Linked DNA regions of Mus musculus: regions 1, 3 and 4 are each linked to region 2. The links are chromatin contacts, called in public HiChIP or PLAC-seq and promoter capture Hi-C maps. All regions are on one chromosome and are shown on one strand. The core of a region is the stretch at or near the end of the contact, and the rest is flanking DNA. Distances in the headings are between cores, read along the strand shown.

Evidence for each region. Promoter capture Hi-C pulls out the DNA fragments that hold promoters and counts their contacts. HiChIP or PLAC-seq counts read pairs in DNA pulled down with a chosen protein or histone mark.
Region 1: a contact with region 2 is called in a promoter capture Hi-C map of liver. The contact joins the enhancer-like site here to the promoter of Ldah in region 2. A contact is called at or near these places in 8 of 39 promoter capture datasets (the 3T3-L1 cell line, 3T3-L1-derived adipocytes, cranial neural crest and 4 more), 4 of 484 Hi-C or Micro-C datasets (the AML12 cell line, the AtT-20 cell line, liver and 1 more), 4 of 115 datasets of contacts at active chromatin or transcription factors (bone marrow-derived macrophages, embryonic stem cells, epiblast stem cells and 1 more) and 2 of 9 other capture datasets (liver and pancreatic islet).
Region 3: an H3K27ac HiChIP or PLAC-seq map of embryonic fibroblasts shows a contact between it and region 2, with 12 read pairs. The contact joins the enhancer-like site here to the promoter of Ldah in region 2. A contact is called at or near these places in 6 of 39 promoter capture datasets (the 3T3-L1 cell line, 3T3-L1-derived adipocytes, cranial neural crest and 2 more), 4 of 484 Hi-C or Micro-C datasets (cochlea, cortical neurons, nephron progenitors and 1 more), 7 of 115 datasets of contacts at active chromatin or transcription factors (embryonic fibroblasts, embryonic stem cells, pancreatic cancer cells and 2 more) and 3 of 9 other capture datasets (adipose tissue, embryonic stem cells and pancreatic islet).
Region 4: a promoter capture Hi-C map of liver shows a contact between it and region 2. The contact joins the promoter of Apob here to the promoter of Ldah in region 2. A contact is called at or near these places in 4 of 39 promoter capture datasets (embryonic stem cells, liver and neural stem cells), 1 of 484 Hi-C or Micro-C datasets (megakaryocyte progenitors), 2 of 115 datasets of contacts at active chromatin or transcription factors (embryonic stem cells and stem cell-derived neural progenitor cells) and 1 of 9 other capture datasets (adipose tissue).

The regions. Positions count from the first base shown.
Region 1 is chr12:8,036,406-8,039,908 of GRCm38.p6, reverse strand. No RefSeq gene overlaps it. Among named protein-coding and RNA genes, the nearest start is that of Apob, 60 kb to the right of the region's middle. Within about 2 kb of position 1,673, at least 2 of the 459 cell types and tissues checked have an H3K27ac peak or open chromatin away from gene starts, as enhancers often do. A contact at or near this core is called in liver, where this site is marked.
Region 2 is chr12:8,206,631-8,210,064 of GRCm38.p6, reverse strand. It overlaps Ldah (lipid droplet associated hydrolase), which reads right to left and starts at 1,939. Exons shown (of 7, transcript NM_001364261.1): 1 at 1,861-1,939. Gm33037 (a long non-coding RNA gene) reads left to right here and starts at 1,932. Exons shown (of 4, transcript XR_381233.4): 1 at 1,932-2,037.
Region 3 is chr12:8,069,224-8,072,424 of GRCm38.p6, reverse strand. The region is part of intron 2 of Gm33037 (a long non-coding RNA gene); the gene reads left to right. Among named protein-coding and RNA genes, the nearest start is that of Apob, 93 kb to the right of the region's middle. Within about 2 kb of position 1,459, at least 36 of the 459 cell types and tissues checked have an H3K27ac peak or open chromatin away from gene starts, as enhancers often do. A contact at or near this core is called in adipose tissue, embryonic fibroblasts and pancreatic cancer cells, where this site is marked.
Region 4 is chr12:7,975,640-7,979,200 of GRCm38.p6, reverse strand. Apob (apolipoprotein B) reads right to left here and starts at 1,524. Exons shown (of 29, transcript NM_009693.2): 1 at 1,341-1,524; 2 at 950-988. The coding sequence starts at 1,422.

The DNA of each region.
Region 1 (3,503 bases), core at 424-2,923, 170 kb after region 2:
CAGTGATTAAGCTTTTCAGGGTCTGCTGTATATAGGAGGAATCACTCTCAAAGCCTCAGTGAGCCAAAGGCCAGAGGTCAGAGGTCATGAGAATTGGAACTTGCATCTGTCAAGTAGCATTGGCTACTTCTATTAGGCCTGTTAGTCTCGGGACAGAATGACGATGACAGACGTTTCATACATTTGGAGAACCATTGCATGGATGCCAGATTTTGAGAGCCTCATTATTGATAGACTCACACCAAAGTCGGGATAACATCTATATACCTCAACTAGAAGAGACAATTGTATTCACAGCTTTTGGTTGTTCCTGAAGTAGCTTTGGCCATAGGGTTATGTCCCCATATCCTACAGTAATATCATGGCTCTTAGCCTCTGTGACTTCTGCAACCAGGTATTTGGGTACTAGGACCACATGAATCTCTTCCTGTTTGAATTATTTGTCAGAGAACTTTCCAGAGACATGTGATCTCAGAGGCAAAACCATAGCTTAGAGTTCATAGGAAGAATTGTAGTGCCTTTCATGATTCTAGGATTGGAAACCATTGTGACCTCCTCTTGGTGAAGGATTTGCTCTCCTGCATGGTCCCTGGTAGGATGTCTTCAGAATGTCTGACTCTAGCAAGCTACCCCTGACACAGAATCCTTCCTATGCAAAGAACTCAAGGAACTGTGCAAATCAACCCTGAGCACAAATGGGGGACAACTTCAGATCCCCATCTCATACTCCAGCCAATGTCACCCAGTGGTAAAGGACAGGTGCAAAAGGGGAAATGGAGAGTCCTCCCAGAGTCTGCTGATGGAAAAAGGCACACAGGGCTGCCTCTGTTATATTTCAGCAAGAACAGTCCAAAGAGTAGGAAAGGCTCTCGGGGGTTGGGGGTGGGGAGCTGTAGAGTTGTCTCCCTGGAGGAACAGACTAAACCAAGCAGAGTTTTATGACATGCTAAACGACAACGTTGCTACCCTAGCCAAAGGACAATGCCAAGGCTCATCTTGGTTCCCTCTACTCAAGGTTCCTTATACTCACAGGGAAGGCTCAGGAGATGTACAGAAGAGCAGCCCACCCAGGCACTCTTGGCTCATCTCTAGGATGCACAGCAGTCTTTGTAAAACATTTCACTTAGTGAAGATGCTGGGGCAACATGTCAGATTTCATGCAGGCCCCCTCTCCTCCCATCCCGTGTGCACCTCAGCAGTGGGGATTTGGTTGTTAGAGTCTGGCTTGCCCAGTGCAGTTCTTGGCCTGGCAGAGGTTTGGTCTCCAGTCCAGAGTCCTCTGAGTGCTTTTTGTCTCTTCTAGTTGAGGTGTGGTTACCAGTTTAGGGTTCAGTGTGTGAGTTCTGTGCAGGGCACTCTAGGTCAGATAACAGGGCTTTCTATTGGCTTTCCTTCTCAAGGATCAGTCATTTGGCTATGGTTGCTCCGTCATGTCCACTTGTAGGGATCATGTATTATAGCCTTGCTTTCTAGAGACTGGGCAAGAGGGTGTTGGGGAGCAGAAAGAATTTCAGGAGTAGAGGCTTACAGTGAGCTTCATGGGGGGTGTGTAATGGTTAATTTCGACTTTCACTTAATTTTTATTATTAACTTGATTGGATCAATAAACACCTAGGGAACTGAGTATGCTGGCACATGGCTGGAGTCCCAGTACTCAGGAGGCAAAAGGGGAAGATTGCCACAATTCTGAGGCCAGCCTCATACCAGGTCATAGACCAGAAAGGCTACATAGTGAGACCCAGTCTCAAAGAAGAAGAAGAAATAAGATCAATTAATTAATTAAAAAACACCTTGGGGTTCAATAAGGTATATGACTTAGTTAGGGTTTTACTGCTGTGAACAGACACCATGACCAAGGCAAGTCTTATAAAAACATTTAATTGGGGCTGGCTTACAGGTTTAGAGATTCAGTCCATTATCATCAAGGTGGGAGCATGACAGTATCCAGGCAGGCATGGCACAGGCCGAGCTGAGAGTTCTACATCTTCATCCAAAGGCTGCTAGTGGAAGACTGTCTTCCAGGCACTTAGGGTGAGAGTATTAAGCCCACACCCACAGTGACACATCTACTCCAACCAGGTCACACCTATTCCAACAAGGCCACACCTCCAAATGGTGCCATTCCCTGGTCCAAGAATATACAAACCATCACAGTATATCTTTGAGTATATTGGTAAGGATATCCTGGAAGTTCTAACTGAGCAGAAAGGATGTAGGTGACACAATCACACAGGCCAGTTTGGGGCTTTATAGTAAAGGCAACAGAGAAAACCAGGAAACAGCAGCGTTTGTTTCTCCCTGCTTCCTGACTAAGGACGTAATCTGACCAGTATCTCACGTTCCTGCCACCATGCTTTCTATGATATGATGGGCTGTATTCCCTCAGCCTAAGAGCTTTTAGAAACAAATCTTTCTTCCAAAGTTGCTTCTTATATTTGGTCACAAGAAAGTAACTAATATTTGCTGTTTTTAACTACTTGAAAGAAGTACCAAGGGAGAGATTGAGCTAGAGTTGGGTACTAGTGGGGTGATGGTGTGTGTGTGTGTGTTTGTGTGTGTGTGTGTGTAAGTTGTATTTAAACGTAAGCATTTGCACATTTTTTTGTGTCCTATTCACACAGGGCAGGTGCCAATGTGACATGCGCACCTCCATGTCCGTGTTTCTGCGTTGGTTATCATGTCAAGAGGTGATGCTTAGGGTATTTAACAGTTAGCCTCCCAGGAGCACTTACCAATCAGAGCAGACACTGTAAGTAACCCAGCATCCCCCAGAGACATGGGTAGCTTATAAGGTCCATGGAAGTGGTCAGCTTAGGGAATACAGGACAGCAGTTAAAATATTTCAATATTTTGATAGTAGGAGACCCTCTTTGTACTAAACAGGGATTCTGAAGTTACCACAGATAAACTTGGGCAAGAAATTTGGAAAGTTTGTTCTGGCTAAGGTGGGTCTGGTTGGAGTGACTATACATTCATGTTTGTAGGCTGGTGAAAGATGAGGCAAGATGACTCTCATGCCGTGTGTTCAGCACTGAAGTGGCTAACGTTACTGATGCCATCCATGGTCATTGTGAAAACAACACAGCATGTTTTCCATGCATAGTTGTGGAGATAATGCAGATCAAGCCTATAAGCCCAGTTTGCTGTAAACAAGTCACCAAAGCAAAGCTATTTAACACCCCAAGCCTCAGTTTTCCCATCTGCACAATACAGATCACAGTGTGTCCCTATTGATTTATTGTGGTGTCATAGACACTGGGCATACCAGATGATCTATACATGAGTCCTGTTACCGTTCTTATGATGACGTTGGTATGTTGGAACCCTCTGCAGTTGGCTGGAACCTGAAAACCTTTATAGATCATTGGGTCAAATCTGTCATTTCAGGGAAGGGACTGCTGTGGCCTGGAGAGGTGGCAGGGAACTGACCTCAGGCTTTTTGGGTCTGTGACCCAAGGATGTTGGCTGAGCCATCAGGAGCTTGCAACTGGCTTTGGTGAGTC
Region 2 (3,434 bases), core at 690-3,189:
TCTCTCTGTCTGTCTGTCTGTCTGTCTGTCTCTCTCTCACTCACACACACACACACAATTTTAGACTAGTGCTGGGATTCTTCTACTCCAGACTATGACATCCTTGAATATCAGGTTAAGGAGTTGGGAAACCAGTAAGTAATTCTAGAATTATCTTCCAAGGAACATGCGCTGATAGCTGTTACAGTTTAAAAAAATAAAAGGTTCCGGGGGCTGGAGAGATGGCTCAGCGGTTAAGAGCACCAACTGCTCTTCCAAAGGTCCTGAGTTCAAATCTCAGCAACCACATGGTGGCTCACAACCATCTGTAATGAGATCTGATGCCCTCTTCTGGAGTGTCTGAAGATAGCTACAGTGTACTTACATATAGTAAATAAATAAATCTTTAAAAAAAAATAAATAAAAGGTTCCTAGAAAATACAAGGGATTTCATTTATTCTTGGTACATGACATACCACCATAAAACTTAATACCTGAAGATATGTTATATTCTCACAGATTGTGTGGGTTAGAAATTTATAGAGTACAGCACAGGCAGTTTTGGAACAATCCAAAGTAGAGTTAGCTAAGAAAAACTCAACAGCTGGCTTTGACTTGTTCACTGGGACAGGGGTCATCTGGAAGTACCTTTATTGATAAGCTTAACAATGAATGCTCTAAAACAAAAATAGGTTGAACACATAATCTTATATTTAATTCATATTTAATCTTTTCACATGGCCAATTTTAATAGGTTCTTGCAGTGCATGTAGGCTGCCTCCTGAGGTTGAGAACAAAGTTGCCTCACCTCTTAGGACCTCACCTCACTAGTCACATAGCATTAGCTCACAACACACTGATAAGCATATTGACCCTTTATGACACAGGCATACAATACAACGTTTCAGAAAAAGTGACCTGATATTTTGCCCATGATGATCTTAAAAGTCTCTCCTACTAACATTCCAACTTCTTCATCAAAGTAGTTTAGAAAAATGTTGAAGGCACCTGGAATGTAATAGTTTCCCAAAGTAAGAAAGAGCTTGATTAAAATATTCTTCTAAGAAGACAGCAAAGCCCAGAAAAATGTAAGAGCACACTAAAGGTCAGAAGCTACCATAAATATTATATAAGAAACAAGAGCAAGGAATTTAAAAGTAATAATTGAAAGAACAAAACTTATGGGGTGGATTATCAGCAGAGTAGTATCAACAAAGAACGAGATGAGAGAACGTGGATAGATCCACAAAATTTACAAACCTGAATTGGTGGGAAACAGTCTAAAAACTCAGCAGTAGCCCCGGGACTTGTACTACAATGACAAATGACCTAAAATTCATGCAACTAGAGTTTCAGAGAAGGCAATGTGGGGCTAAAACACACGTTTTAAGAAAGAGTATCTGGAAACTTCTCAAAATTGGGAAGGGCATAAATCTACAGATTCAAGAAGCTGAGCTTCTCAAGCTGGGGAAATGTATACTATACTATTAGAAGCCATGCATTTTGTAAAACTAAAATAAAAAAAAAAGTTAAAAGCAGTGAAACAACACATCATATGCAAGGGTAAAGGTAATTTTAATGTCAGCAGATTTCTCAGGAGAATCCACGAGGGACAGTGTCGACCACAGATGCCTGGGGAGCCCCAGCGCAGACTTGGATTTATTTCTAGAAGGCTGGCTGCCAGCGCATTGGCTTATCCTTACCCAGGGAGCCTCTGGCGACCTGGCCACAGGTCGGGCGAGTGTAGTGCCATCGCGTACCGCACGGCCTAGCGGCTGTGCACGCGGGGTGATGGCAGCTCAGTTATCCTAGCACCACCCCATGCGCAGCCCACGTGCCCTTCCTCAGACAAACCACACAGTACTGGCAGCATCACCTCACCTGCCCACTCACAAGGTATTGGGGTCGTCCGCCGACGTCTCGGCAAAGCCTCACCAGACCCGGAAGTTCCGCCTGTACTGACGTCACAGCGCCGCGCCGCGCCGGTCCCGGAAGTCGGGACCCGTAGAACGCTTTGCAAGGATCTCCCGTGTGAGAGTTTGGGTGGCAGCTTGATGGGTAGGTGGTTTATAGTCAGCGAGATTGCTGGGAGCAGCACATAGAGCGTTTCTAGCATACCACCTGAATTTTACCCGCTCTCTGTTCTTTGTCGTTTTGGTAAACGAGTTTTTCCTCTCTTTGGAGGTTCTTTCATTCCCCCCCCCCCCCCCATCTGCCCACTTTTCCTTTCTTCCACCACCAGTTGCTTTTCATTCCTGACTCATGATCACAGGAAAGTTGACTCTCAGCTGACCTTAGTGCTAGTATTCAACTTCATATAGTATTCAGTTTCATATTCAGGATAATGCGACCTTCCAGAGCTATTTCCAGCTTACTACAAACTTCAAGATAGTATCCTCAACACTTGGTACAATTGTAGGCAATCAGTGTATTTCTGTCCCCCAAAATACTGTCGCCAATATGGCAGTATTATAGCCAGAAGAAGCATGGAACTTAGAAAGAAAGAAAAAAAAAACCCATAGTAATTATCACACATGGAAAAGCTTTGCGCTTGTATCCAGCACCTCGGTGATAGTACCAACATCACTTATATTTTAACTTAAAAATCTTTTTGTATATTAGTAGCCTGGAGCCTATGGACGCTGGAAGAGGGCACTGGGTTCCCTGGGACCTGAACCACATAAGCCTATGGGTCACCATGTGGGTGCTGAGAATCAATCCTAAATCCTGTGGAAAAGGAGTTAGTGCTCATAACTACTGAACCAACATCCAACTAGCTGTGGAATGTAAACCGATAAATATCTTCATAACCCTTTTTTATCACTTCTACTTTCCACATCCAATAGGTAACATTTAATGAATATAGAAAAAGATATTCATTGTGTTAAGAGTTTTTCATGAACTAATTTTTAAACCCTTAGCATTTCAGTGTGGTCAGTATTAACAAGTGATCACTAGAGTTTGGAGATATAAATACATAAAAGTAAATGATTATGTTACGGTGACCATAGGATATGTACCAAGTGGTGTCAGTTTTATGTGTGTAAATTTCCTGCCAGTAATGCTGTTAAAGGACTACTGACATATCAAGGGCGTCTTTCTGGGTATCTGTTCCATCCTTCTTTCATCCATAGACTACATGACAGAATGCATTGGTGCAGGATTTCTTTTAATTCTTGGATATGCATCTACGATGTAGCATCTAGGTGATTTATGTTTCTGATTTCACTGAACCTGTGCCAGAAATAACTGAAGCAATTCAGACTTTATAGTTGGCCAGAGATTATTTCTGTTAACTGCAGTGTAAAATGAGGTGCGAAGAAACTGACTTTCCCACAGTTAGTTAGGAGAGCTAGGCTCAGGTTACTTGCAGCAGTTTCTGTATTCTTCATGTTTTCTCTGGGCCATCTACTTTTGGAATATACATGTTCTTACTAAGTTGTCATATTTTTGCA
Region 3 (3,201 bases), core at 210-2,709, 140 kb after region 2:
AAAATAAAATTTATGTGATTTTTGTTCATTGTTTCCTCATTCCATCTCCCTTTCCTAATCGTCCCTAGCAGCCCCAATACACAGTTGCACTGGCTGTGTACTAGAAAGCTCCTTGGATACTGCTGATGTTATAATTTATATAGCTGAAAGTTAGCACAGAATTGGACTTGCAGCCTTGCAACTATCCGTCTTGTGGTCACAATTTACATAGGCAATTCTAATTCTTCTGTATAATTAATGACTCATATGTTATATCCTGGAGCCACATGGAAAGGTTTTTCGGGTTACCTGCTGTTCTGTATTATCCATGCTTAAATCTTACACTAATGCATGTGATTAAGAGTTACTTCTGCTTTGTCAGTTGAACCAAATTGAGAGGGTAGGAGGGAAATGTTAGCTCCACATTGCACATTGACGGGTGTGGATGTGTGTGTGTGTGTGTGTGTGTGTGTGTGTGTGTGTGTGTGTGTCTGTCTGTCTGTCTCTGTCTGTCTGTGTGTGTGTGTGTGTCTGTTTGACTCTGTCTCTGCATATGTGTGTGTGTATATGTGTCTGTCTGTTTGTCTGTCTGTCTGTCTGTCTGTCTCTGTCTCTGTCTCTGTCTCTGTGTGTGTGTGTTATTGTGATACCACTGGGGCCAAGGAGGTCAGGATGGTAAGGACTGGTTCTGAGAGGGATCTATGCATTTAAAATATTTTATCTGCGAAGTTATTGGTATTTGGGTAAACTGCAGAGAAAACTTTTGTCCATATGGGAAAAATATTTGAGAGAGGCTTTTTTTAATTGCCCTGGGGCCCATCAGCTCTGTAGCCAGCAGGTTTGAGTGGAGTTTTTCCTGCAGTGAAGCTGTTAGCACACTGTCAGTTCAGGACAATCAGGACCAGTCTCAGCCTTCTGCGGTAGAAGCAGGAACCACGAAGGAATTGCTTTATGTGACACTGACTACTGGATAGACCTGCTTAAAGCCTGTCAATCAAAGACATCTCTTCAGAACTGGATCAAGGGAGGTCAAGGCGAAAGAATGTTTTAGGATTTTCTCTGTTAAAGAGGGTTGGCCGTGCCTAGGGCCAAGTGTGCAGTGGTAGAGGAAACTGAGAATTTTATGGTGTCTTCTGCCTTGCTGCTCTGGGTTCAAGCCTGTTTCAGCTCTACATATTTCCTGTGGGTTCTGTAGACTATCCAAGTCCTACTTTTCCTAACAGCCCATCTCTACTTAGATCTATCAGTGTTGACTTCTGTCTTATGTGACTAAGGGTCCTGAGAGGACTTCTCTCTCTTTATGGTCACTGTGACCCTTTCTGGAAAGCAAATAAACCGTCTCCCTGGTGGAGGGGAGAGAGGAAGCCTTTATTTTTGATCCCTGTTTGCCCATTTCCTTGGCATAAATACTTTCACCCACAGGCAATTATGAAATGCCAACTCCTTAACTCAGACCTTACAACATTCCTGAGCACGTATTCATTGGAAGCGATCCCAGACAGCTCCAGCACTGCCACTGCGTCTTGCAATCCGGAGGCTCAGCACAGGGCAAGAAGGGTGTTGCTGGAATATGACTTTTACAATTAAGGTTACACCTTTACAGAACGGATTGTATAGCATCCAGAGAGACAAGGTGAACAAAATCTAGTTGGTGAACATGGGAATTAGAGTTGAGGCCGGGGCCCAACACTGTGCAATAAATCACTGTGAGCCTCTTTCCTCTATGGGAAGGGGTATGTGTTAGCTTCTATGCTCTTTACACTTAACAGAAACAGCTTAGGGGAGGGAGACAGGATTTGTTTTGGCTCATGGTTTCAAACATTTCCCTCCATTCATCTATCCATCCATCTATTCTTGCTTGGTCTCCTGTACCTGAGCAGGATGCTATAGTCATGGGAGTGTATAGTGGAAAGAAGATACCTGCTGCATGACTAACCAGAAATAAGAGAGATGGAAATGCTTTTCCTTGCCTGCCTTTCTCCTTTCTTCTTTTATTTCTTCTGGACTCTAGCCTCTGAGATGGTATTGTCCACACTCAGGGAAGGTCTTCCCTGGAAGCAATCTCATAGACAAATCTAGGGCCATATGTTATCAGTCTCCTGGGTGACTTCAAATCTAGACAAGTTGACAATGAAAACTAATTATTACAGTTTTGACTATAAACCCTGATTATCTTTGTTTTGACTCTAAACCCTGATTATTAGGATGGCACCTGCCGTGGTAATGTCGTAAAGTCCTTCTGATAAGCAGGCCCTCTGTGTGAAAGCCACGGGAAGATAGTTCTGCAGGGAAAGCTGGAGCCGAGGGACCGATTCTCAGGGGAGCATCTCACAGTACACGCTTGGAAGCATTGGCGCAGGAAAGGTCTGCTGTGTGTCTGTGCAGTGTGCATGCTGTGGTGGAATTGGACCCTGGGGGCTTTCAGCTCTGTGTGGCTCCAGGCATGTGTCTTAGATTACTGGTCCTCAGCGGGTGAGCAGACAGCAAAACCCCGTGTTAGAGGACATGACAAGGATTTGAATGTTTAATAAGAAAAGGATGGTCAAAACATGCTACAAGAAATCCACAAAATGTCACTGGCATCAACTGTCTTGTTCCCTCTGGCGTGTGTTGACAGGGTTTTGTAAATAGTCTGATTAATCCATGGCCTCTTGTGACCTAGAAATTCACAATTGGGATTTGGTTTGTTCCCGGGACTTAACATGTTGGCCAGTCAAAGGGGGCACATGATGATTTCCTGGCCTTAACAACAGAAAAACCTTGAAAATAGCTTATGGGCTTCCAAGAGCCACTGGCATCCACACGCTAGCAAAGGTCACCCTCCTTGGAGGTCTGAGATACCTGGTATTCTATGACGTGTGGGGTTTCAGGCATTCTAGTTGGAGAGTCTATAATTAATTAGGACAGAGCAAGCATCAAGTGCCAAAGCGATGCCACCTGACCACTCAAGGGACTCAGATGTACCCTTCAACTTCTTTCTCTCCTTGGCCTCTAAAAGCATCCCATTGGTGTCAAACCATAAAGCACTAGGGGCAGGAATAGAGAGGTCTTCACCAGCAGCCTTTTGTGTATGAGCCCTGTTAGTCCAATCACTCTGAATTCAAAACAAAAGACTGTGTCTTAGCTCACTTTTGCTAGAACCACAAGGTGTCTCAGACTCTTGGTTCAGATTCATTCCTCACATGAGCCCCACTGACATCTATCAGTGAGTTCTAAAGGGTC
Region 4 (3,561 bases), core at 275-2,774, 230 kb after region 2:
GCAGCCGCTGCCAGGCAGATTGGGACCGTGGCACAGGCGATAAAGGTCACTGAGCACGAGTTAGTTGTGCTTGACTTTGTACTACACACCATTGGTCTCTATAGACTTAACATCGCCACCATCTTGGCTGAGAATGGTGTTTAATCATTTGGGATTCCACGAAAGGGAGGGCCAAGCATCGATTAAATGGAACTGCAGAAATCCATGTGATGAGCCTTTGAAATTTTAAGTTATCAAAGGGACAGGGCTAAGTGTTTTCTCAGTTTGAAAATGCTATCGTGACTAGAACCTATGAAGTACCGGACACAAAGTTAGCTGTTAAGGCTGTCTGGTTGACTTCTAGAAACCCCCTCCATAAAAAGAAACTTCTGGCAGATTCCACTGTCCATGACAGGAATTTTTTGATTGTGAGAAAAATAACTGGTTAGGAACCCGGATGTAGTACTGCCATATGGCCACCAGATGGAGATGCTGCCCCATCAGAGGAGAGGCCAATCCTAGCGCTCTGCGGAGGAAGCTGGGTATTGCGGCAAAGCCTGATCCTCTGACCCCTAGGGTAGAGTAAATAGGAAGGGGTGGAGGGGTCTGGTGTTCTGCACAAAGGTTAAAGTCGGCATTTCTTCATCCTCACATACTCTGAATCAGTGATTAGTCATCGATAAACAGCACAGCAATGTCTCTCTACAGTGCCCACAGTCTCATCGCTACCCCACTTCAGAACCAAGTCTTGGTACAGACAAGAAAGGCAATACACAAAGAGCAGAGATCCTTTGTTGGAGGAGTCTGGGTGCACAGAGACTCAAAGTCTTCACTTGCAGGGGTCTGAGCAGTGCTTCCTAATCCGAGCAAGCAAACGGGTTCTACGTGGGAGGAACGGGGGCACAGGAGGGTGGATGGAGAGGAGCGTCAGGGTGAGAAGTACCAAGGCGGCCAGTGAAAAATGCCTTACTTGGACAGCTGAAGCTTAAGTTTTCCAGGACTTCATCTTCTGTAAGAGAAAAGGAGAACCTTGGCTTTCTTGTGTTTTCCAGTGGGTTCCATGGCCTGACAGGAGGGAGCCCTCACAACCTAAATTATCTTAGAGCTATCCAGAGCCTTCTTTCTAACTCCCCTGTACAGTGCCCTCACCCGGAACCCAGGAGCCTGCTAGATCTTGTTTTTTTCATCACCCCCCGCCCCCTCCCTAGGACCCTGCGGCTGCCTTCCCTCTCACCTAGCCCAAGCTACCTAATAGCCAGCCTGCCACCAGTTTCTACCCCAGGATGTAACTGGTGGTCTGTAGCACAGCCCAGCGCTCTGTCCCCACGCTGGCTTTCTCCCAGGCTTCCACCCTAACTCACGAGCCCAGACGCTGGTGTCCAAGAACAGTAGCAGGAACAGCAGCAGTAACGGCGTCCGCAGGGCAGGCTTTCGTGGGCCCATGGCGGATGGATGGTGGGGTGGCTTCCTGGCTGTGGCCTGGCCACGGGCCTAGCCCCTGCTGCTTGCTCTACAGGGTCTTCGGAGGCGGAGCTCAGGCAGGTACTTGATCCACTGCAGGCACTGATGAGACTGCCTGGCCCTTTGAAAAGTGCTCCATTTATAGGAGGAGCTGGCTTAAGGAGAATTGCCAAAGGTCCAAAGGGCACGGCCCGGGCCTGTTTGCTTTTCCATACAAGCGCATTTCTAGGTGGATAAGACTGGATCTGATGGTGGTCTCACTGCTGGTTCAAACGCCGCCACCTGGGGCTCCCCCCACCCCCGAACTTGTGTTTCTTTCCTCAGGGGGTCGCAGGTCGATAGTGGACTTATTATCCCGTCAGCATGCCCTGACTTTCTCCAGGAGACCACCAACCATAGGGATGATGTCATACCCTGTACCCCGCTCCTGCTCTGACTCCGGAGCCCTTTGGAAAAATGTTCTTTACGCACTGGTGGGGGCTTCTTCCTAAGCTCCTTCCCATTTTGGTGGACTTTGGTTTTGAATAAACAATCCTGTCCTAACTAATTTAGCAAGGTGGGAAGAGAAAGGGGGAAGTCTGGTGTGTGCTTGGGTTTGGTGTCCAAGTCTCACAGAAAACTAGTGAAGAGGGGGGCCCAGAGATGATCAGCTCCCGGGGTCCACTGTGGGCAGCGCCAGTCATGGAAGAAAGCTGGTGGGGTGGAATTGTGATGGTCTGGAAGGCGAATGTCTGTGATGGGCTGTGTGGTCTTAGCACCTCCAGTCTAGTGGCGAGGCAATCTGCCCCACAGACAGGGAGCTTTGGGTGAGCAGGGCATGGCGAACATCACTCTGTATGGGTGTTTGGAGCCAGAGGAGTGGAAATGGGTCGTAGCCTAGGGACAAAAGTCGTTAGAGTATGTCAGGTGTGTGTGTGTGTGTGTGTGTGTGTGTGTGTGCGTGTATATATAGGTTCATGGGCATGCACGCATAGAAATGCATGAACCTGTGTACATGCATACAGAGGCCATAAGCCAACTTTGAGTGTTTTTTTTTTTTTTTTTTTTTTTTAAAGATTTATTTATTATATGTGAACACAATGTAGCTGTCTTCAGACACACCAGAAGAGGGCATCAGATCTTATTATAGATGGTTGTGAGCCACCATGTGGTTGCTGGGATTTGAACTCAGGACCTTCGGAAGAGTAGTCAGTGCTCTTAACCACTGAGCCATCTCTCCAGCCCTTGAGTGATTTTCAAAATCACTCTTTACCTTAGCTTTTGAGGCACTGATCCTGGAACTCGCTAACTAGCTTGACTTGACCAGCTGCAGCAAGCTCCAAGGACTGTGTGTCCAAGTCCTCAGCCCTGGGGCTCCAAGAGTATGCTGTGTCTGTCTTTATCCAGTGAGCGCTGTACTCAGGTCCTCTTGGTCATAGGGCAAGCACTTTCTGTCCAGGACCTACAGTGTGGCACTTCTGCTTGATTCATGTGGCAAGCTTCTTTTGGAATCGTTCAAATGTTCTGATGAGTCTCCCCGATGCTTCTAGAGCATCGGCTATGGACCCATAGAGCAGCAGACACAGCCTCCCTTGAGCAAACACACCCTCCCATTTTCTCAGAAGAGACTCATCATCACATTTAGTCACTCTCTGTGCCTGACTCTTCATATCTGTCCTCACTGAGATGGTGACTGTAGCTACAAATTCCCCATGGGCAGCTAAACTCCCTTTAGTGGTTTGCTGCTTTGGGTTGTGCATGCCCATGTCCAAAGGTGGTCATTTTAGGGGTCTCACCTGAAGGCTAGCCAAGACCCACAGCACTAAAGGACGGGTAAAGTTATTACTCGGAAGCCTCTTTTCTCTGAGCACGGAACTAACACTGTTAGTGTTTGGAAATGGTTCTGCTTCCCCGCTTTGCTCCAGGGGAACTGGGCGAGAAGAGAAACAGAAATGAGAAGGGGAAGGATTACAGTAAATGAACAAAGTCCAGACTCTCTCTGTTGCTGACAGAGGAAGCCCATGACCTATTGTTAGCATCATTGGGGGATGTCATTTCTACGACTTGGGTATGAAGTATGGATTCAATAACCTGGATGCAGAGAAGATGCTGAGATACTCGGATGCTCAGAACCATCTCTAC